4 separate regions of the Mus musculus genome follow, and regions 1, 2 and 4 are each linked to region 3. Evidence: chromatin contacts called from public HiChIP or PLAC-seq and promoter capture Hi-C data. All regions are on one chromosome and are shown on one strand. Each heading gives the region's core, a stretch centred on a gene start, on an enhancer-like site or on the middle of the called end of the contact. The rest is flanking DNA. Distances are from core to core; before and after follow the strand shown.

Region 1 (5,579 bases), core at 1,567-4,066, 690 kb before region 3:
CAAACATATCCAAACCACATCACATCAATTAATTTAATTAAGACAGTTCCTACAGATGTACCTGTGGGCAACTCAGTATATGATCCCTCAATTGAGAGCCTAGGTTTTGCCATGCTTAAATTTAAAGCTAACCATTATAATAGATTTCCTTACTTCAGTTAACTTTTTCTGGGAAATCCCTCACAGGTGTGTCCAGAGGCGACTCCTGTGGGTGATTCTAGATTCTGTCAAGTTGACAATCAATTTTAACCCCCATAGAAGCTAATCAGTAGCCTACTCATTGTGGTTATCTTAGGGTTACTATTGCTATGATAAAACACCATGATCAAAATAAAATTGGGGTGGAAAGTTGGTCACTCACAGTTCCATATAACAGTTCATCATCAAAAGCAGTGAGGGCAGGAACTCACACAGGGCAGGAACCTGGAGGCAGGAGCTGATGCAGAGGCCATGGAAGGATATTGCTTACTGGCTTGCTCTCCATGGCTTGCTTAGTCTGCTTTCCTTCCTTCCTTCCTTCCTTCCTTCCTTCCTTCCTCCCTCCCTCCCTCCCTCCCTGCCTTCCTTCAAGATTTATTTATTTATTTTATGTATATGAGTACACTGTAGTTGTACAGATGGTTGTGAACCATCACGTGGTTGCTGGGAATTGAACTCAGGACCTCTGTTCGCTCCAGCCCCGCTCGCTCCTGCCCAAAGATTTATTTATTATTATATGTAAGTACACTGTAGCTGTCTTCAGACACCCCAGAAGAGGGCATCAGATCTCATTATGGATGGTTGTGAGCCACCATGTGGTTGCTGGGATTTGAACTCAGGACCTTCAGAAGAGCAGTCAGGGCTCTTAACCACTGAGCCATCTCTCCAGCCCCTCAGCCTGCTTTCTTATAGAACCCAGGACCACCAGTCCAGGGATGGCTTCACCCACAATGGGTGGGGTCCTCCCCCTATCAATTACTAATTGAGAAAATGTCCTACAAGGTTTCCTACAGCTCAATCTTATGGAGCCATTTTCTTAATTGTGACTTCCTCCTCTCTGATGACTTAACTAATTATCCAGCACTGTGGTAAACAGCCTTGGTGGAGATGTTGAGAAGCAGCCCCACCCCCGCCCCTCACAGGACAGCCCCTGATTCCCCGCTCCAAATCCCATTCTACCCTTGCTAAGAGCACGTGGCTCTGAACAGCAGTGGTGCTGATGTTCGGAACTGTGGGTTAGGGAATGGCAGACAGAAAACCTCAGATGTCACAGTGCTCAGGACGATTCAGTGTGGAGAGGGTGCCACGCTGTCTGCAGCACCACCCAGCCAGTGACAACTGGCTCCATCACCCGTGGCAGGAAGTGGCCATTAATGTGATCAGTGGTAGGTGAGGTCCTGGGGGAATGGAATCAAGTGACAGCCATGTGATGTGTGCTGTGCTCACGTGACCTCTCATCGCGACAGCTCAGGCTGTCGTCAACCCTGCAATGGAGGCTACTCTTGAATTCCTGATCCTCCTGCCTCTGGCCCCCGTCAGTGATGATCTGCGGCTGGTTGATTTGTGTGGAGGAACACAGGCCTCCCTCGTGCTAAGCCAGCATACAGCCTCTGAGCTACAGGAAGAAGAAACCCTGTACTGTCACGGAATGTCCCCCACAATCTCATGCGTAGAGCATCTGGCTTCCAGACAGACAGAAGTGCAAGTGCCATTTTTGGAAACTGGAGCTTTTAGGAGCTGGTCTGACTGGAAGAAGCAGCTGGGGTCTGGTCCTCCAGAGCGTCCTGTCCCTGCCCCCTTCCCATGTCCGTCTCCTTGCTTCGGTATCTTGCCTCAAAACAAAGAACTTTGTCTACTACACGCCCCATGTCATGACACTCTCTACAAATATGTGGCAACCAGCAACCTTGGCTTCAGTCGTCTAAAACTGCCAGCCAAAATAAACTGTCCACCCTTGTTTCTGTCAGACATTTTAGCCACAGTGACTTAGTGCTAACCAGTACATTTGTTTATGGGCCTGGGACGATGGCTAAGTGGTCGTGCAAGCACAAGGAGCAGAGTTCAAATCTCCAGCACCCCACGAAAAGCCAGTGGTGAACTGGGCAGTGACGACACACGCTTTTAATCCCAGCACTTGGGAGGCAGAGGCAGGTGGATTTCTGAGTTCAAGGTCAGCCTGGTCTATAGAGTGCGTTCCAGGACAGCCAGGGCTATACAGAGAAACTTTGTGTCAGTGGTTGGGGATGGAGACAGGAAGATTGCTGGGGCTGGCTGTGGATCTAGCTCCGTTTTCAGTGAGGGACCCTGTCTCAAGGGAATACAGCAAAGCAGGGTAAAGCGGGGGCACCAGCCTCTTCTTCTGGCATCTGTGTGCACCCAGGCTCACTCAGCCACATACACGATGCATACTCACACACTGAAACTCAATTCAGTTTGTAGCTCTGACCGTAAGAACTCAGTGATTTGCCTCAGTCGTGGAATCTGTAAAATGGCACCCCAAGGATCCGAAATTGGGATGTAGGCTGACTTGAGGATTTGAGCCTACAGCAAACAGCTTTATGACCCCCAAGTAACTGATGTGGCCTCTTTCAAACACAGTCTCATCATTGACATGTGTAGTCTGGCCAGCATCCCACAAAGCCAGCAAAGGCCATCGGTTCCCAGGAAGTCATCAGACTTGTGCAAGAGGTGACTGGCCTTAGGGGGCCTTCCCGGACACACCATTAGGATGAAATGGCCCGGACAGGATCGGGTGGACAGGATGCTATCTCAGCATCCCGTAATGTGCTGGGCCAACAGAACATGCCCATAAATAGGCCAGCCTTGGAGGCACGCCAGTCTGGAGACAACTGGTCCTGGAAGCAGGTTTGTACTGGACTGGGTGAGGCAGGGGGGAGTGTACTGTTGAGGAAGGTGCAACCTCGGGTCTCTCTGGTGTGCATGGCCCTTGTCTGGCTCACTCGAGGGTAGGGAGGGTGACCTCCAGGAACCAAGCCTGCCAACTAGGCCCAGCCACAGACAGAGCTGGTGAACTGTATTGTCTGCGGGTCTGAGCACGAGGCTGGGTCCCAATTGTTTGTGTGGGCTGAGGACCAAGGAGTGGGCAGCTCTGAGAAAGGGAATACCCGGTCATCCCCATGAAGTGGGCCAAGGCCCATGTCCTAATGATGCAGGTTAGATACAGAGCAGAAGCTGCTGGACCTCACACAAGTGTGTCATGAGGGAGGAGCGGGTCAGTCGGGGACAGGTGTTGTGCAGGACAGTGCATGTGTGTGCACGCCCATACACCCTTGCTGGCGAGCAAATGTCTGCAGACCTGTGTCCTAGGTCTCTGCCTCCTGAGGCTAAGAGAGACTTCCAGGGTCCACTATGCGAGAGCCTAGAACACGGTAAGCACTCAATAGTCAGCTTCACGGTCAGGGATGGTTTCCAAAGACCTGGCCCATTTAATGGCTGCTCAGTCCGTCTGTTTTTCCTGCCTGCTGTGGTCTGCTGTCCACCCTGGCTGTCCTGAGGTCCAGTCCTGGGCACTGAGGCTGCAGAGAGCCCATAGAGATACCCAGCCCTTTACAGGGAGCATTTGGTTGTGTGTGTGGGGTGGGGGGAGAGTGCCATCCAGTTTAAGTCCTTTCTTCCCTGTGTTCTCAGTAAACTGGTCTTTCATTACTGGGCCTCTGGGATTCCCCAGTCCCACTGACTGGCCCAGATGCGTGGCCCAAAGCAGGTGTCCAGGAGGTGTTTGTTGACTGATTATAGATCTTGGCCCTCAGTGCTGTTTGGGTGGGAACCCACCAGTCCCTGATCCTGCTGGCCGCAGCTGGTGACCTGGTTCTCCTCCAGTTTGAGGCAGAAGTATCCCCAGAGAGATGGCGGAGCAGCACGGAGCACCTGAGCAGGCTGCAGCTGGCAAGAGCCATGGAGGCCTTGGGGGCAGCTACAAGGTACCTGGCTGGATCTTGATGGGACCTAGAGCCCAGGGCTGAGGGCTACAACTGACCCAGTGGAGTTCCCGGGCACCAGGCTTCGGGGGATGTGGGCTTCAAGCTCCGCCTTTCCTGTGTGACCTCGCTTGAGTTGCTTGGTGTTTCTGGGTGCTGACAGCTTCATCTTTAAAAACAAAAAAACAAAAAAACAAAAACAAAAACAAAAAAACCGGAAGCGATGCCTGTTGTCCCCGGTCCCAGAATTGTCACGTGATAAAGCGGGTGGCCTGAGCATGGTTGGTGGATGGGGGGAGTGTGACATCGCTCGCTCTGTCCATCCCAAGCCATGCTGAGGCTTCGACGTGGATGGCGTGAAGGAATAGAGTCTGAGGAAATTTTCTGAGGCTGCCCTGCTGATTTTCAGTAGGAACCCGGGGCATTATTGCAGTTGCTCACTGAGGTCACCAGGGGGCGGTGCAGACTGCGTGGTTCACCTCGGCGAGGGGGGATGGGGGCGGGAAGCAGGTCGGGGGTGGTGGAGGGGCTTCCTGCTGTTCCGTGGAAGGACGTGGACTTTGGAGCCCTGCAGAGGCTGAGGTTCTCACCTCTGTCCATCCAGGTGACGGTGTACGAGTTAGAGAACTTCCAGGGCAAGCGATGCGAGCTCTCGGCGGAGTGTCCCAACCTCACCGACAGCCTGTTGGAGAAGGTGGGCTCCATCCAAGTGGAGTCTGGACCGTGAGTACCTGGGCAGCACCCACTGCCCCGGCTTCCTGCATTGTGAGGCCCAATCCAGCCCCAGATTTGCCCCAGGCCCTTGCCTTTCTTTGCCTCAGTTTCTCCATCCATAAGTTCCTGTGGCGTATGACAGGAACAGGAAGGAGGCCAGCTGGTGTCCAGCTCAGAGTTAGCACCAGCTGTGCACAGTTATGTAAATAAGGCCTGAAGAGATGGTTCAGCAGTTGAGAGCACTTCCTGCTCTTGTAGAGGACCTGGGTTCGATTCTCAGCACCCACGTGGCACTCACAACTGTCTGTATCTCCAGTTTCAGAGGATCCCACACCCTCTTTTGATCTCTGCAGGCACCATGCACACATAAAGTGCACAGGCATACATGCAAACAAAACACCATATGGTTAAAAGGGTTTCTTTTAATTATCATTATTAACAGAAACAGGACTTACTGTTAAATAACCGTAGGAATTATGACCCTGCAAAGCTTCACTTGAATTATATCATGAATCCTTGTCCTGCAAGAGCCACGCCCCTTTCTGTCGCTGGCATAGTGGAGGGAACTGAGGCAAGAAAACCTAGGTGTCTGGAACCTGCCCTCCCCTCGAGCAGCAGGCTCTGCGCTGTGCACTGAGCTCTGACCCTCAGACTGAGTCTATGCTCTAGGACTTTGCGTTCTCGGGCATGTCTGCCAGCTGTATCTCCTCATCTGAGGACAAACAGTGCTGTGCCTAGAGGGGAAAAGAGAAGTTTTTTTTTTTTTTTAAGTTTTATTCATTTTTATTTTATGTATGTGAGTGTTTTGTTTGCATGTATGCCTCTGCACTAAGTGCATGCACTACCCGTAGTGGCCAGAAGAGGGCGCTAGATCCCCTAGAACTGGAGTTGAGATGTTCATGAGCTGCCACTCTGTGTGTGCTGAGACTTGAACCCTGGTCCTTTGTA
Region 2 (5,222 bases), core at 1,024-3,523, 620 kb before region 3:
TGTCCACTGTGTGTGAACCTGTGTGTGTACATGTGTGTGCATTGTGTGTGCATGTGTAGATGCCTGTGTGTGCATGCATTGTGTGGGTACCTGTGTGTGTATGTAAATGGGCATTGTGTGTGCATGTGTGCATTGTGTGTGCATATGTGTGTATTGTGTAGGTGCCTGTGTGTGCATTGTGTGTGCATGTTTGTGTGTATGTGTGTGTGTGTGTGTGTGTGTGCACCTGAGCAGGCCACATGACAAACTTGGGTGTTATTTCCCATTTGGAACTTCTAAAAAAATTACATTTATTTACTGTGCGAGTACACGCATGCATAGGTCAGGCACACCTTCCACATGTTCGCTCTCTTCTGCCTCCAAGGGGATCTTGGGGACGAAACTCCACACTTATGGCAAGAACCCTTACTTGGTAGGCTACTTTGTCTGCCTCTCATCTTGTTTTCTGACACTTGCTCTCTTAATGATCTAGAAATCATGAGTTCAGCTAGGCTGGCCTGCTGCTGAGCCCCGGGGCTCCCCCCATCTTGTCTTCCTGGTGTTGGGGTTCCAAGCATGTGTCCCCATGCACTCTATGTGGGCTCTGACAGTTGAACTCAGTTCCTCATTATTATGTGGCCTGCACTTCCCATCCCAAGGTACAGCTCTAGATGCTGCCCTCCCCCTCTGTTTACTCAAAAGAACTGGTCTCATTACTCATGAGGACAGAGCCACAGAAAGCTGGGACCTTGCCCCTGATTTCTCTCAGCCTTTTAGCATAGACTAAAGGTTTGAATGTGGCTGTCTTCATAACTTACTACCTACCACAACTTGGAAAAGGAACATGACAAGACAAAAAAAATCTTACTAGGTCAAAAAGGACCAAAATCAATCAATCAATCAATCAATCAATCAATCAAAAATGGGGAAGGTGGGAGGGTTATTTGTTATCTGATCATCTGAGGATCCCAGATGATTAAAAAAAACAACAACAACATTTTGGAAGAAACAATATTCAGACATGAAGGAGCAATGTGTTTTGGGGGGAACTTACCCCTCTCTCCTCACTGGGTAGACAAGGCATCTATGCTCCCATATTTGGGTGAAAAAGTGAATGGAACTGGCAAATTCAACTGAAGGCTTGGCTCTCCCTGTCTCTGCCCCATTATACAGTGGGCACTATAGCGGTGATGTGGGCTGTCTGTGGCAGACCCAACTCCTTCAGGATGTTCCCACCCCTTCCCACCTATACCTTTTCTAGTCCCTCTAAATACTGTGCCTTGGGGATTGAGAAACTTCTGGTAAAACTAGTCCTTTGGGAAACAGAATAGACAGAAAACAAAAGCAGGAGAACTAATCAAAAAACGTGACTGTAAACCCCCAACAGTTCACTCTAACCCTGGCCAATCCCGGGTTCACAGTGATGTATGGCAATTTGGATAAAGGCCCTGCAAGCTTATGATGTCTGCAGATTTCCTGATCCCTTAACAGGTACCACATGGATTTTGAATGTGGACCCCTGTGCCCAGCTGCAGAGAAATGAAATAGTGACCTAGGCAGGGTTGGGAATTCCCTACTGCCCAGAATCAAGTCTCAGCCCTTCCACTTCCCTGAAAACCCAGGAGGCTCTGCACTCTCATAGGGGCACTTCCTCTTGTGGTTCTTGAGTTGGTAGAGAGCCTGCAGAAGCTAGGATACCTTAACCCCCCCGCCCCCCAACTGGACACACACCCTGAGGCCTTTCACCTGAATGCAAGCCAGTTATGACCTTGAACCTAGAGTGCTTCCATCAACTGGGTCCCCTGGGACAGCGCTGCTCCAGGGCAGGACTCTCACCCCACTTCACCCTGCATGGCGGGAGCCAAGCAACTTTCTCTTCTATGCTGGTGTCTCTTGGCTTGGTTCTCAGAGGGAGGTCTAGGGTGGGGCTAATGGCTGGAGACACCCCCTGCTGTAGCTCTGACCTCTATTTGGCAATCATTCGAAAGAGCAGGTGGGACTACTCCAGGATACCTCTTGAAGCGTCCTCTCCAGGACAGTGTGCTATTGGAGACCTCCTGGAGTGTCCACTCAGTACTGGGCATCTGGACTGTGCTTAGAGAGCTAAGGGTGAGAAAGAGAGGAAAAGGAGGAGAGGAGAGAGAAGAGAGGAGGAGGGAGAGGGAGAGGAGGAGGGAGAGGAAGTCCCTGGTGCCTGAGAGGCTGGGTCAGGAGCGCGTGGCCGCGGACGGTTGGGGGCGCGCCGGGCTGGGGCGCGGAGCCGCGGAAGGGGCGGTGCGTCGGGGTCCGCGTCGGGGTCGCGCGTCGGGCGCGCCGTGGCCCCGTCGGGGCGGCGGGAGCTGCGGAGCCGCCATGGCGGACCTGGAGGCCGTGCTGGCCGACGTCAGCTACCTGATGGCCATGGAGAAGAGCAAGACGGCGCCGGCCGCGCGCGCCAGCAAGAAGGTCGTCCTGCCGGAGCCCAGGTACTGCTCTGGCCCTCTCCGCCCTATCCAGTCTCCTTCGGTTCTTTCCCTCCCTCTCAGGTCCCTTCCGGATCCCTCCTGGTCCTCTCCCTCACCTTCCCCCTCCCCCCCCTCCCCCGCCAGTTCCCTCCAGTCCCCTCTTGTCCCCTCTGGTCCTCTCCCTCCTTTTCTGGTCCGCCCGCCAGTCCCCTCCGTCCCGCTGTCCCAGGCTGGTTGCAGGGCTGTCTGTCTCTCAGCCCCCCTGCCCCTGTCCTCTGGCCCCTTGCAGTAGTAAGTAGACCTTGAGTTCTCAGTTCTGTCACCAGCGCCATTACCTGAGCCACTTTCCTCAACTTGGACCCCTGGCGGCCTGCCCTTTCTGGGAAGGATGACAGGAGAGCCACTTGAGCCTAGCCTGGTCTTGCAAGACTGGAGGTTCCCGCTGCACCGGCTCCGGCTGGCCGCTCGCTGCCAAGTTGCTCTTAATATCACGACTGATTTATTATTGATTTTTCTGAGGTGTGATGGCCTCTTAGAGCTGTACTTGTCCCGGGGAGTTCTAGGCGGTGTTCCAGAGTGGGGCTGTGTGTCACTTCTTAATTGACCCCACTGCCAGTTGCTTAGCTGGTGTGGCTTCCTTGAGTTGATGAAAAAATTGGCTCGGACTTTACAGCCACCCCTGAACCATGCAATTCTGTAAGGCTCTAAACCAAAGCTGCATCCCCTTTCAAATGGTCAAGCGTGACACGCCCATGTGGCGGCAGTGTTACCTACCTTCATGTGAGAGAAAATATACACATTTACTCGTCTAATTTTTTGAGGTCCTGGAGATGGGACCCAGGGCTTCACACACGCCAGGTAAACCGTCTGTCTCCTTAGCAGTATGCATAGCCCTCAGAGAACCTTTCAATACCGAACAATGGTCAGATTATTATTTTTTTTCCCGATCGTGTTTGTGAGCCCCGTGATCCAGGAAACATCAAATCCCCGTGCCGTGTTTGCTAGGAAGAGTCACACTGTACACACAGCTGCGCTGGCTGGGTATTTTTGGCTTGCCTTCCCTTGCAAGCCTTGGCCCTTCGCTGTTTTTTTTGGGGGGTGTGTTGCTCCTTGCGGAGTGGAGCAGGCACAAGGGGACACTTGGGTGGACTGGACAGTGCTTGCCTTCCTGGAGTTCAGCCTGTCTGAGACTCACTGAAAACAGGACTTGATTGAAATCTTCAGTAAGTGGGAGGGACCAGACCCAGGGCTCCCCAAGTCACAACCAAGCAAGCTTCAGTAGAAAACTTTCCCCATTGGGAAGGGGGACATGAAAAAGCTTCATTCCATTCTCTCTTCCCTTCCCTCTGCCCCCACCCTGTGAGGGGCAGGGAATCTTAACTATGTATGGTTTCTATATATAAAACCAACAAATCACAACTCATAGGGAGCTTTATGGGAGAGGGAGTATATAAGATGACTAAAATTAGGAATGTCTGTCCGCTCATCATCATTTTTTTTCTTGGTGTTTTTAACCTAGCTGGGCTGCTCTGTGCATGCTTGCTTGCTCTTGGCTGCACACCCTAGCGCCCAAGGCCCTCACTTCTCTGTACAATACCCCTCTGCTTTGACAAGGTCTTTGGTGATACTTTGTTTCAAAGGAGATGTGGTGTGGCTGAGCCTGTGAGTCCTGAGGTTGAGGAACGTCTAAGGGAGCATCAAGTTAGGGTGGGGTCCTTTGAGGACCGCTGTTCTGTAGCTGTTTTTTCAGGTAGACTCTTGAATTAGACCATCTGTCCCCCGCTCCAGGAGTCTAGTCTGTTGCCTGTTTGTCTCAGTGGCTTCAGCCCCCAAGCAATAACCAACAACTCAACCACAGACGATCCTGGTTCCTTGTAAGGACTTGGCTGTTGGAAGAGGGGATGGTGCATTTGAACTTGCCCCTTGGTCGTTCACTATTGATTTTTTTTTTTAATTTCTAACTAATTATCTGGTCACCCCCAGTCTTTTTTGTGCTTCCTTCTCTCGGTGACTTCGCCTCTTCCCAGTCTTCAACAGACGACCGTATCTCACTCATTACAACAAGACAGGTCTTCCGGTCCAGCCTCTCTTCCTGGAACATCAGGCACAAGGGAAGACTTAGCCTCCCGTGAGGAGGCAAGAAGCAAATGTTTTGTTACATTGACACATGATTCAATTAACAGGCCGGTGGGTGTAAATCCTCTGAAGGCGGTCAAATCACATCTCTTTAGTCCACCCAAACATTTGTTGAGCTGATGGAGCTGATAATGGGGCCCATTGAAGGTGGGGGCCATGACCCTTGCAGCCCCATTAGCCAGGGTGTTTATATACTGTGTCCTTTGTCTGCTGTGGGGATGAGAATGAACTGGCTTTGTAGACCGTGGTTCTGATGAAACTGGGTCTAACTCATGGGCGAAGGCCCAGGGAGTCCGTTTCTAAGTCCCGCCATGGCTAAGACAGCTCTTCGCACTGGGTCCATTTCTCTGATAACCTTTCTCGAACACAATGTTACTGAGTTGACTTGAAGTCACACATGGCTGAAGGGAGTTGGGTTGAAGGTCACGTGTTCCCCTGAGACCCATTCTGTTTAGTGGATGCTAACAGTGTTGGGCTTTCCACTGGGAGACAGCTCTTGTCAATCATTCAGGCCAATAACTGCGGGAGCAGAAAGAACACAGCTTGAGCCATGGGTTTGCCTAGGATGTGTAGAAATTAAAGGACAACTGTGGCCATCGGTCCACACTGCCCAGCTTGTCTGAGTCATGTCTTGTTTATGCTGGGACGTCTTGTTCATGAATG
Region 3 (5,915 bases), core at 1,413-3,912:
TACCCACACACATGTGCACACATGAATACACATGCACACATGCATGCTTAGGCGTGCACACATACATGCATGCACACACACACATGCTCACAGTCATTTTTTTTTCACTTCTACTTTGCTCTGAGTTTTTAGGTGTTGAATTTTGCCAAAATTGTTTTCTATCTATTTATGGTTACAGGGTGAGATGGCTCAGGGCATAAGAGCTTGTGCCACCATCCATGCCTGACAGCCCGAGCTGTAGCCTTGGGCTACAGAGCAAAACTCTATCTAAAAACAAGTTTACTTAGACACTGTAGGAAATGCAGGAGCTCCCTCTGCTCTCCATTCCAAGTCCTTCACACACACATGCACATACACACCACACACACATACATACATACATACTACATAAACATATAAACACACCACACATACATACACTAAACACATACACACACATACATGCACACATATTCATATACACATCACACATACACACACCACACATACATATACACACATGCACACACATACATGCACACATATACACATACATACACACACATACATACATACACACATATACAATACACAAATGCACACATGCACACACATACACACCACACACACAGCATCTGAAGAAAGAAGAAGTTGGGTGGCCTGCAAGCTCATACGGTGGTATAATGATGGGGTGTGCAGCCTGCAGTGGGCTGCAATGGCCGCCCTCAACAAGACAAGAGGGAGGAGAGTACCATGGCAGCTGGGCTAAAGGCAGGCAATTTAGACTCACCGAGTCCTAGTCTCTGCCCTTCTGGTGACATAGTGGCAGTGTGTCCTCGGCTCTCACCCAGAGTTCCCTCTGCAAGTCCTGGACACTCTTTTCTGGCAGAACTCACCTACTAAGGCCGTTAGAAGCTCGACAGAGATTGGAGTGATTATCATCTTCTGAGACTCTCAGCAATTTAAAAGAACTGAAATGGCCAGAGAGGTTAGCAGAGCCGTGTCTGTAATCTGGCCGCCGAACAAATAAACACGCTTAACAAACATGGAACCCTGTAATCACAGTGGTCACAGATAATTACAAGGTTCGTCGACAGGATTAATTCGTAATGCACTGCAGATGGTGTAGTCTGGGAATGGAACGCATACGGAAGACCGTGTGAAAGACGGTGTTCTTTATGCATAAGGGCCGTGGATGAGGCTAAATTTGGGCAACTTGCTAAATGTGAAGCAGGACACGAGCTGCATGCTTTCTCTAGCCACTCAGAGCAGTTACTCAGAAGGAGCAGGGTTGCCTTCAGCCCTCCGTCGTCAGCCCGGGATCGGCAACCGTCCTTAGTGCATTTTACAGGCTCTCAATCTATGTAAGACATATTCATGGTCTGATCATTTGTTCTCGGCCTATGGCACCGATTGTGGAGGCCCTGGAGTTTACAACGGGAGGTGGGTCTGGTTGCAGGAAGTAGGCGGGAGAGGTGGGTTTTGAAGGACAGACTGACCCTGGTTTTGCCCCAATTTCCTGAGCCTAGATCACACGCTTACAAGTGTAGCATCCCTCCATGCGTTTTCTGCCATAACGGACTGAAAACTTTTGACCTGTGAGCCCAGGTGAGCTTTCCCACCTCCATTGGTTTCTGTCAGGTGTCTTGGTGGCGTCCCCGCAAAAGAACCTTGCTGAACCAATGACGCGTTTTGAGTCACTGTATTAAAATAAAAAGTGGTGGTGGGGGGGGGGGGGGATGCTATTCTACTCCTGGAATTGTAACAAGGGCTTAAGGGACTAAGATGGAGACTCCAGGGCATGGAGTGGGTTCTGAGTCAGGAAACAGGGGTCCTGGGTGAAGCAAGTGGGTTCTCTATCACCAACTGTATAAGTGCGAGCTTGGGTGAAGGGCAGGGGGCTTCTGGGACAGACCCGAGGTGATTTTATCCTGGACAAAAATGAGGATTCTAGGCCAGGACAAAGATGCATGCTGGGATTGGAAGCAGTAGGTTCGAGGACAGACACAGATGGGCTGTGGGCTGGCATCCCACCCCACGCTCCCAGAACGCCCATGCACTGTTCCAAGGAGCCCACGCTTCCCTGGGCGCTCGCAGCGCGGTGTCCCTAGGCCAGGCTGAGCAGCCCCTTTCCCTCCAGTGAACTGGGCAGAACTGGCCGTGGCTAGCTAGACTGGGCCTCCCTGTGGGCAGGCGCCAGGTCTGCAACAGCTCCAGTCAGCAGCGCCCAGGCGGGGCCGGGAGCCGCGGATCTTCCAGGCTGTTCCATTTGCAATTTCATCCCACGTGTCCGCGGGGCCTCAGAAGTGTGTGTGGGATTCATCACAGGCAAGAGGGGCGAGGGGAAGGACACCAAGGGGAGGAGATGCGGAAGGGAGGACCGAGCGGAGGGGATGCAGGAGGGAGGGAGGGAGGAACAAAGGCGTCTGATAGGCGAAGCCCCCGGACCTGATGCGCGCACCCGATGCTCGGTGGGGCGGGACGCGCGGAGCCCCCCGCGGGTACGCGCGGCAGATGCATGCGCCGGGGGTCCCGCCCCGCCCCGCCGCCCCCTCCCCGCCGCCAGGCGCGCGCGGCATTGTGGGAGTTGTGGTCCTCGGGGTGGCGGAGCGCAGCGCGGGCGGCACCGGCTCGGCGGGGCTCGCGGCTCCGGCCGGGCGGCGGCTGCGGGCGCGGCAGGGGGCGGCCGCGTCCCTGGGGCAGTGGCGTCGCCCGGGTCCCCGCAGCCGCCCGCGCAGGTAAGCGGGGTCTCCAGGGCTGCGGGGCAGAGGAGGACGATGCTAGGGGCGCCCGCGCCTGCATCCCGGGCCGGCCCAGGGCCCGCGGTCGCCTAGCACCGGCTGCGTGCTGAGTGCCTCTCGAGCTGGACCGCGCAGCGCAGCATCACCCCCACCTTTTCTCCTCCCCCTCTTTCTCTCTTTCCAGCTTCCTCCTTCGCCTTTTCCCCTGATCCCCCATCCTCCTCAGCATCACCCACTTTGACCCACCTCCCTGTCCCGAGAATTGTCACGCGCCCTAAACCTCCTTCCCACTTTTCCAGGTAACCCTCACCTCACCATCTCTTCCCCTGACTACCTGCGTTAACGCATCTTTCTGACCTCTTCTGTCGTACTCTCTCCAGGGCCTGTGACACTGGCGGGAGACTGTGAGGAGGAAGGTCCCTAGAGGGGAGGGCTTGTCTCCGGACAGTTCTCTGCGCCCCCTGGTAGAGAGGATAGCAAGCAACACAGCTACCCCCTATCCTCTCCTGTGGTGTGCTGTACCTTGCGGGGGGGGGGGGGGGTTCGGGGTCGCCTGGCTTCACCTCAGGGTGACCCGGTCTCTTTGTCATCAGAAAGCTTCCTGAGCTGGTCATCTGATCCGGGTTAACTGGGTCAAGTGGAGACTGTCTCCCCAGGCATTCCTCACGTCAGAAGTTATCTTTGATCGGACTTGAATTTGTCCTTTATTCCCCAGAGCCGGCTGATCTTTGAGATCTGAGGTTCGGGGCTGCATGATGCCCGTTCCTGATGGGAACTGATCTGTGAAGAGAGCCAGAAGTGTGTGTGTCTACCTATTATCCTGATGCCACACACTCTACCAAAACCAGAGTTTGTTCTCTTGTCACAAATCAGCTCTGGACTTGTGTGTCCCTCCCTGGGCGAAGGGGCCGCCAGCCTCCTGGAACTCAAGTGAGTGGCAGGTCCCAGCTCCTTCTCTTAGTGCTGGATTTGGTCATGTGGAGAGGTTAGGCTCTCTCCTTGCTGAATGTTTACTGCTCTGTCTAAGGGAGGGCTCTTGTTTGCTTTGTCCGGAGCAAGCAAGGCTGTTCTGAGGAGGGGAAGGGCTGGCAGTGGAGAGGTATCCTATCCATCTGCTTTTGACATGAGCAGGTTGGTGGGAACTCGGTTTCTTGAGTCAGTTATTACCACTGACTGGGGCTCAGGACATCCGAAGAAACCTGGCTGATGAAAGCAGTTTTGGAGTTACAGTTTCCTCAGAGTCTATGAACACCAGGTGAGAGTCTCACATAGAATCTTGGGAACCCTGGGCTTTCTCAAAGAGCAGGTGCCAAAAAAGGCACCTTTCTGGGGCTTTTCCCCTTTTTCCTAAAGAGGAAACCGTCAGGGCTGATGGTATCACCCATGGAGGAGGGTGGGTGTTAAGCTTAACACCGGCTCAGCAGCTCGAGAAGAAGCTGACTTCTCCTCTCCCTGTTCCTGTACTTTTCCTAGAAGCCTAAGAGTTCCATGAATATTCAGTGTGCGTGTTTTTGACTTCCTAAACATTATAGTCAAGTGATGCTTTATTCAGCCGACACCAGGATGGTGCCAGTAGGTGAGGCATGAGCACCAGCAGTTTTCCTTGACTCCAGGAGTGGACATCACTCTCAGTCAGGTTGCTTCGGCTTTGCCTTCTGCTTGGGGTGGGAGCCTTGGGACACCCTCCACCTTTGGTTTGCCTGTTGATCACACATCATGGATTTATTGTGACATTATCCCCAGCCAGCTGATAGATGAAAACACTGGACCTTTGAGAGTGGAAGTGCCCTGCAGAGGCAGGTGTGCACACCTGGTCTAGCCTGTGTCTAGTTAGGCTGTGTAACTTCTCTGCTATGCTGCATACTTCCAAGACCTGGCTGGTCCAGGCGGTGGGGGACATGTCTTGTTATTGTCTCCTTTCTCTCCAAGGAGAGGAGGGAGGAGCACTAAAGTGCTCCCAGTGGTGCTCCCCCAGGTGATGGAGTACTTTTAGGAGAACATAGACCTGACTGTTTGCACCACTTTGGAAAATGGAGCATTGTAGAGAAACTGGGGGACGCTCTTAGGGGGCACAATCAGGCTTGCATCGTGTTTACAGTGATTTGGGATCCACGTCCCATAAGCAGGATGGCTGGCAAAGCAATGCCAGCTGCTCTCAGAGGTGGGACACTGAATCAGGGGCTTGGAAGGCTTTCCCTTCCATAACCCCGTGGGCCAAGGCCACTAGGTCACCTCGCAGCTGAGTGGCAGAAAGAGCCCTGCCCCTGCCACAGAGGTCACTTCAGGGCACCTGCCTGCTTTTCTGACAGTGATATTAGCCCAACTTACAGATTGCTTGGGAAGAGGAGGGGGATGTGATAGCCCTCTGCTGTTTGAGGCTGGATCTCCATCTTCCCGGAACTGCTAGGCCTTTTCTAGTCTATAACATTCACGTTGCTGCTCTCTGGTCTCCATCCCAGGTTTGGACGTCATGAAAACCCTTTCACGGTGACTGATTGCATTTGCTAATGGGACATAAGGCAGCGCCCTCCACCCCACTGCGGTGACTTTTCCTAGTGGGCCCAGTTGGCAGGCCTCACTGTTCATCAATGGAGCCCTTGGCAGGAACCGAGGGACAGTGGCAGCCATGCCTCCCCCTGCCACCGCGGCTCCTTCTGCCTCCTGCTAACCTGCATGCCGTGGGTGCCCTGGAGACGCCCAGAGGACTGACCATCTGAGCCAGCTTGCCTCAAGCACGGAGTCCCTCAAGATGTGGCTGGAGTGGTTGGTGGCCTGGAGCTGGTCTCTGGATGGCCTGAGGGACTGCATTGCCACCGGTATCCAGTCAGTGCGGGACTGCGATGGCACAGCCGTCATCACCGTGGCCTGCCTGCTCATCCTGTTTGTGTGGTACTGTTACCACGTGGGCCGCGAGCAGCCCCGCCCCCACGTGTCTGTCAACTCCCTCCTGCAGGGCGTGGATGCCAACGGGCTGCAGAATGGGTCCATGTACTGCCAGTCACCAGAGTGTGCGCGCTGCACACACCACGAAGGCCTCAACCAGAAGCTCTACCACAACCTGCAGGAATACGCCAAGCGGTACTCATGGTCCGGCATGGGCCGCATTCACAAGGGCATCCGGGAGCAGGGCCGCTACCTCAGCAGCCAGCCCTCCATCCAGAAGCCCGAGGTCTTCTTCCTGCCTGACCTCCCCAC
Region 4 (5,812 bases), core at 511-3,010, 660 kb before region 3:
GTAGCTTTTTGGCTAATTCCTTGGACCGTGTCCTTCTCCTTACTGAAGTGAAGTCTCAGTGAAGGCAGATGCCAGACCCAGTTCCCAGTTTGTTTAGTCCCCAAAGAGTAAACAAAAGGAGAGAGTAAAAAGAGAAAAAGAGAAGGAACTCTGTAGAGCTCTTTCACACACCATTCACACATGGCTGTTCACACACATACCCGTCCACACATGGGTACATGGGTGCTCATACACACACACACACACACATACACACACACACACACACACACACACACACATCCACATATGGTTGTTCACATGCACACACCCATCCACACGTGGCTGCACACACACATGCACACACACACACACACACACACACACACCATCCACATGTGGCTGCACACACACATGCACACACACATACACACACACACACACACACCATCCACATGTGGCTGCACACACACATGCACACACACACACACACACACACCATCCACATATGGCTGCTCACATGCACACACCATGTACATGTGGCTCCTCACACACATATACACACTCACAAACACACACACACACCATCCACATGTAGCTGCTCACATGTACATCCATTTACATATGGCTATTCATGTGCACACACCATTCATATGTGGCTGTATACACACACACACACACACACACACACACACACACCATCCTCAAGTGGCTGTTCACACACACATGTGCTTCCACACCTGCATCTAACCCCTAACTTACTTCTGTGTTTTCATCTACTCATTTGGACTCTCTCCACAGACTTTTGGCCATGGACCGGGTACTGTGGGAACTGGGCTGTGGAGGAAGAGCAGGCATCTTTGTCAGCCAGGGAGCATCTGTGAAGTAGCACGGACAGCCCATTTGGCCTCTCAACTGTTTCCACAGCATCGGTTGTTTTTAATGAAAAGAACTGGAGTTCAGCCTTGATTTATACAGGAAGTTGTTAGAAAACAACAGAGAAGAAAAGCAACACACACACACACACACACACACACACACACACACACACACACACAGCTCTGGGAAGGTGCCAGGGGGACGGAGACGTCCACCTTTTCCAGGGAATGCACTGGTGAGCTCTGGACAAATTCAGAGTGAGGTGTCCCCTGGTGCCACGGCCTTGAGGACAGTGCATGTGGATGCTATGGGATGTCGAGGCTGGCCTCCACTGTGTGAGAAATGTGAACAGACTTCACCCTGTGTCTGGGACACTAGGGTGCAGGGTGAGACCTCTGAGGGCTTGTGTGGGAGGTGAGAGAGCTTCCTATGTGAGGATGCTCTGTGGTCCTCTCTTTTACATGCGCTGATGAGTCAGAGTGTATTATTCTGCTTTCTGCTTGAGATATTTTGTTTACAGAGTTCCCACAGATACTGTGTTCTGTTGTAACCAGTTTTGCTGGTTCAGAGAAATGTGTGTGTGTGTGTGTGTGTGTGTGTGTGTAACTGTCACACAAAACCAGGCTCAGATGTGATGTATGGGAAACTATATGATGTTCCAATCCACACAGCTTTCTTTGAGATTGCACTCCTTGGGCATGTGTTGTGGGTGTCTTGGAGGAAGGAGACAGGCTCAGAAGGGCTGGGAGACTTGTAGACTCTGACTGGGTAGACTCTGCTGGTGGGCTCAGCATCACAGCACTCAGGGACCTGCCAGTCTCATTCCATAGTCCCCACTGTGCCCTGGCCTGAACCCCAAGCTTGGCCCCCTACTGTGTTTTTGCAGGGAGTGGAGCACATACAAACTGGACCACATGGCCTCTCAGAAACTGCCACCAAGTGCTGGTATCTTAGCAACCACAGGATCAAAACAAGCTTGGAATAAAAGATGGGGAAGGAGGGAGAGGAAACAACCCCCTGGACCCCATCACCTGACCCACTGAGGGAGTTGGAGCACCTGACTGAGTCTGTGGTTTGCAATTCTTTTGAGGAATTCCCACCCCAATGCTGTTTACTGCTACAGACTGTGCTGGGAGTAGAGAAGCACATTTCAAAATACACAAAAGGGGACAGTGTCCTTGGGGGTACGGGTTCTGGGGATGACAAAGCAAGCGGGTACCTCAATATCCCAGGGTCCAGGGATCACATAGGGTTGGGGAGCACCTAAGGTAGGGAGTACTTGAGGTGAGGCCATCTCATCGGGGAGCACTCCAGGTAGGGAACTTTACAGTGGGGAGCACTCCAAGTAGGAACTTTAAAATGGGGAGCACTTTTGGGTGGAAGGAAGTACCTATGGTGGGAGCATCTGGGAATAGGGAGTACCTGGGGTGGGGAACCACCTGGAATGGGGACCACCTGGGGAGAAGAGCATCTGGGTAGGGTCTGCATAGTCTTTGAACTATATTCACTTCAGCCCAGGAGCCTCTGAGCCTCAGCCTGGTGGCTCTGTGGCCCCTATTGATGGAACCATAGATGGCTAAGCTATGGAAGATCATCCCTATGATCTCGAGTCTTTATTTAAGAAATGTGTTGTTGTAAAAGAGTCAAGCACATATGATGACATTTGGAGCCAGGACACCTCTCCTGAGGGAGAAGCCCAGTTTCTCAGCTCCAGTGGAGCACAGATATCATCAGAGCCCATGGGGCGTCCTGTATCTAAGACCCCATACCCTCTTAATCAGCTACAGTTGGGTCAAAACCACCTGGAAAGTGTCACATCCATACTGAACATTGAGGTGGCTTGAATGAAATGCACCCCCACTCCGCCCCCAATCCTGGCCATTTGAAGAGCTGGTTCCCAGTTAGCACTGTTCCTCGAGCTTTGGGTGGCCTGGCCTTGATAGTGAAGTACATCACTGGGTAAGGGGACTTAGGCGTTGGAGGAGGTAAATCACTGGGGCCTGGGCTTTGGAAGAAGAGCTTCATTGGGAGGTGGGCTTTGGTGGGGGGGGTACGTCATTGGGAGGGGGTGGGCTTTGGGGGGAAGTATGTCACTGTGGATTGGCTTTAAGAGTTTAAAAGACCTTGCTCTACTTCTCGTTGCCTCTCCTTGTTTTCTGGTTGGAGTTAAGCATGTGAGTTCTTGGCTGCCTGCTCTGCTGTTTGCTGCCATGTTTCCCTGCTAAGATGGTCTCATCCCTCTGCAATCATAAGTCCAGAGAAACTTTTTGTCTCTAAGTGCCATGGTCATGGTATCTTACCACAGCAACAGAAAGATAGTGAATACAAACATTTTGGACAGGTTTACCCTGAAGTTGTTCACTGGATCAGGTAGATAAGAAGGACCACAGCATCCAGCTAGGGTTGCACTATAAGTCCTCTGAGATGACTGTGCAGAGTGTGTGTGTGTGTAGTGAACTTCTATGGAAACACTGTATCTGTCCATGAGCCTGGCCAGCAATATTGTGTCCAAAGAGCCTGGCAGCCTCCTTATATCTTCCAGCATCCTAGAACCAGCCTGAGACATGACATGAAGGGACAAACCTGGCAGTGGCATGACATCTGCTGAAGGCAGTGTTTTTACACCTTTACCTGGCACTGTTGGGTAGTGGTGGTGGCGGTGGTGGTGGCGGTGGTGGCATGTTAATAGGATCATTTGATGCGCTGAGCCTTTTGGATCCCCACTTACAACTAAGGAAAAAGTGCACAGAGATGTCTAGTCATTTTCTAAAGTCACCGAGCCATGACTGGAGAACCAACACTGAGCCCAGTGTGGCTGTTGGAGAGTTATGTAACCAGCCACTGTGTAGCCCAGGGAGATAGAGGACTGGAGCAGAGACACTAGGAGCAGAGACAGGGCCTGCCGTGGAGGGTTGCTCACAGGCTGTGTTTGAGTGGGGCTCTGGGTTCAGATCGAGACAGGTGAGTTGTCAGTGAATATGGAATGTGGAGATCTTTAGGGCCTGCCAGGACACAAACTAGGAGCTACAGCAGGCACCGTGAGCCAGAGACTCAAATCTTCCCCCTTTCTCCTTCTTCCTCTCTCTCTCTCTCCTTTCCTTCTTCTCATCCCCCACTTTCCATCATCCCCCCCCCCCCCATCACCACCACTTAGACAAGTCTTATTATATGGCCAGGCCACAATCCTCCTGCTTCAGTTTCCCAAGGGCAGGACTTACAAGCATGTACAGGTTCACTCAGCCTGCTCTAGGTGTGGTTTTAAACACTATGTAACACCCATTAAGGGAGCTGACATGGTTGTTACAAGTTTACAGATGAGGCCACAGAGGCCCACAGACATGTAGCAATTTTCCAGGAGTACACAGCTGTGGAGCGTGGTGGACATTAATTCAGGCAGGGTTGTTTGCTGAGATTGTATATTGGGTCCCTGAAGAGTAACTACAGCAATGCTGTATTATCTATACTCCAGTACCACAGGATAATTCATGCTTGTGTTCCTGTATCTCCTGGGAGTGGGCAGGGCCAGGCTGGCCTCTGCTAGGTATCTACTCCATGTCTTGGATCTTCTCAGAGAGCAAATGGGCTATCCTGGACATATTTTTCTCCCGCTGATGGTGGATGAGCAGAAATATGCCAACTCTCTTTTGGATTAGGCTCAGGACTGGCAAATGGTCACTTCTGCCTCCTTTTGGCCTGAGAAGGTCACAGGACTACATTTAGTGTGGAAGGGTAGATGCCTCCATCCCCTGTGCTGTGTAGAATGGAGACAATCCCAGAAGTGAAAGTCTTAGAGCTGAGCCACATTCCACCATAGTGTCTGCTCTGTTTTAGAGACTTCCTGCATGCTCTGATGTTCCTTTCTAGAGATGAGGTGTGTCCTCGGCTGTAACCTGAACTTGCTAACTCTTGTCATGCAGAGAGCGTGGCAGGAAACGGCAGGGGCTTGCAGGAATAGGACATTTTATAAACAACTTTCTGCCACTATAACAAAACACTGAAGGCAAAAAGGTTATAGAGAAGAAAGGTTTGTTTTGGGCTCCAGGTTTTGTAGGCTTCCACCTAAGCTGCTTAAGCTTTTCACTGTGGGCCTGTGGTGCAAAGTACAGGGATGCTGGGAGCCAGGAAGAGTGTGTGTGTGTGTGTGTGTGTGTGTGTGTGTGTGTGTGTGCATCCTTATATCCCCCACTTCATATACCCAATGACCTAACTTCCTCCCACTATAACCCACCTCCTAAGACACCATAGTCTGGAGCCCAGGCCTTCAACACATGAGTTTTTTTGATCCTTGTATCCAAACTGTAACAGAATGAGATATATTGTGACAACAGACATGAGACACACTGTGGCTTCCCCCTTGCTCTCTCCCTGTGGAGGACTGGCTGCCACACTGAAAGAACACTCAAGTGCCGGTGGAGAGGCCACATAGTGAGGACCTGAAGCTTCCCGCTACAACTGTGTATGAACTGCTCTGAAGGTGGGGAGCCCCTGACTGCCCTCAGGAGAGATGGCAGGTCAGAACCCCAGGCCTGAGCCACTCCTGGGCTTCCATAGACCGTTCTTAGCTGTGATTTGCAGGCATTTCACGTGCAGCAGCAGACAAGAAGTCCTGTTTCTTCCTCGCTATTCGGAACACGTGCTGGCAAGGGTTTGGGGGGTGGGGTGGGGGGGGACTGTTCTGTCTTCTCCTCAGGCTGCCAACAGTGTCCCTGCAATTTCCCAAGATTGGGGGACCAAAAATACTTATGGTAAACTGCAGTTGTTAGGAGACACCTGCTCCTCAGAAGCCCAATGTGGGCAGATCTCAAAAGGAAAGCAAAGGATCAGCAGACAGGGACAGCTGCATGGGGACCAAGCCAGCACTGAGGCAGGCTCAGCTTGTCGCTGGGGTCCCTCCATGGAGCTGAGGGGTGGGGGTGAAGAATCTGAGCACAGATGGGTAGGGCGGGTTAGAAGG

The links. Promoter capture Hi-C pulls out the DNA fragments that hold promoters and counts their contacts. HiChIP or PLAC-seq counts read pairs in DNA pulled down with a chosen protein or histone mark.
Region 1: a contact with region 3 is called in a promoter capture Hi-C map of hippocampal neurons, with 4 times the contacts expected there. The contact joins the promoter of Crybb3 here to the promoter of Asphd2 in region 3. A contact is called at or near these places in 11 of 39 promoter capture datasets (the SN4741 cell line, cranial neural crest, embryonic stem cells and 7 more), 5 of 115 datasets of contacts at active chromatin or transcription factors (SST interneurons, embryonic basal ganglia, embryonic forebrain and 2 more) and 3 of 9 other capture datasets (adipose tissue, embryonic stem cells and liver).
Region 2: a contact with region 3 is called in an H3K4me3 HiChIP or PLAC-seq map of embryonic stem cells, with 4 times the contacts expected there. The contact joins the promoter of Grk3 here to the promoter of Asphd2 in region 3. A contact is called at or near these places in 4 of 39 promoter capture datasets (cranial neural crest, embryonic stem cells and second pharyngeal arch cranial neural crest), 1 of 484 Hi-C or Micro-C datasets (embryonic stem cells) and 5 of 115 datasets of contacts at active chromatin or transcription factors (embryonic basal ganglia, embryonic stem cells, forebrain and 1 more).
Region 4: an H3K4me3 HiChIP or PLAC-seq map of forebrain shows a contact between it and region 3, with 6 times the contacts expected there. The contact joins the enhancer-like site here to the promoter of Asphd2 in region 3. A contact is called at or near these places in 8 of 39 promoter capture datasets (the C10 cell line, cranial neural crest, embryonic stem cells and 5 more), 9 of 115 datasets of contacts at active chromatin or transcription factors (SST interneurons, embryonic basal ganglia, embryonic forebrain and 6 more) and 2 of 9 other capture datasets (liver and pancreatic islet).

The regions. Positions count from the first base shown.
Region 1 is chr5:113,078,821-113,084,399 of GRCm38.p6, reverse strand. Crybb3 (crystallin, beta B3) reads left to right here and starts at 2,816. Exons shown (of 6, transcript NM_021352.3): 1 at 2,816-2,844; 2 at 3,750-3,920; 3 at 4,522-4,640. The coding sequence starts at 3,846.
Region 2 is chr5:113,012,589-113,017,810 of GRCm38.p6, reverse strand. It overlaps Grk3 (G protein-coupled receptor kinase 3), which reads left to right and starts at 2,273. Exons shown (of 21, transcript NM_177078.4): 1 at 2,273-2,444. The coding sequence starts at 2,332.
Region 3 is chr5:112,391,520-112,397,434 of GRCm38.p6, reverse strand. Asphd2 (aspartate beta-hydroxylase domain containing 2) reads left to right here and starts at 2,662. Exons shown (of 6, transcript NM_001357013.1): 1 at 2,662-2,717; 2 at 3,436-3,650; 3 at 3,852-3,975; 4 at 5,180-5,915. The coding sequence starts at 5,470.
Region 4 is chr5:113,046,014-113,051,825 of GRCm38.p6, reverse strand. No RefSeq gene overlaps it. Among named protein-coding and RNA genes, the nearest start is that of Gm22740, 4.8 kb to the right of the region's middle. Within about 2 kb of position 1,760, at least 20 of the 459 cell types and tissues checked have an H3K27ac peak or open chromatin away from gene starts, as enhancers often do. A contact at or near this core is called in forebrain, pancreatic islet and stem cell-derived neural progenitor cells, where this site is marked.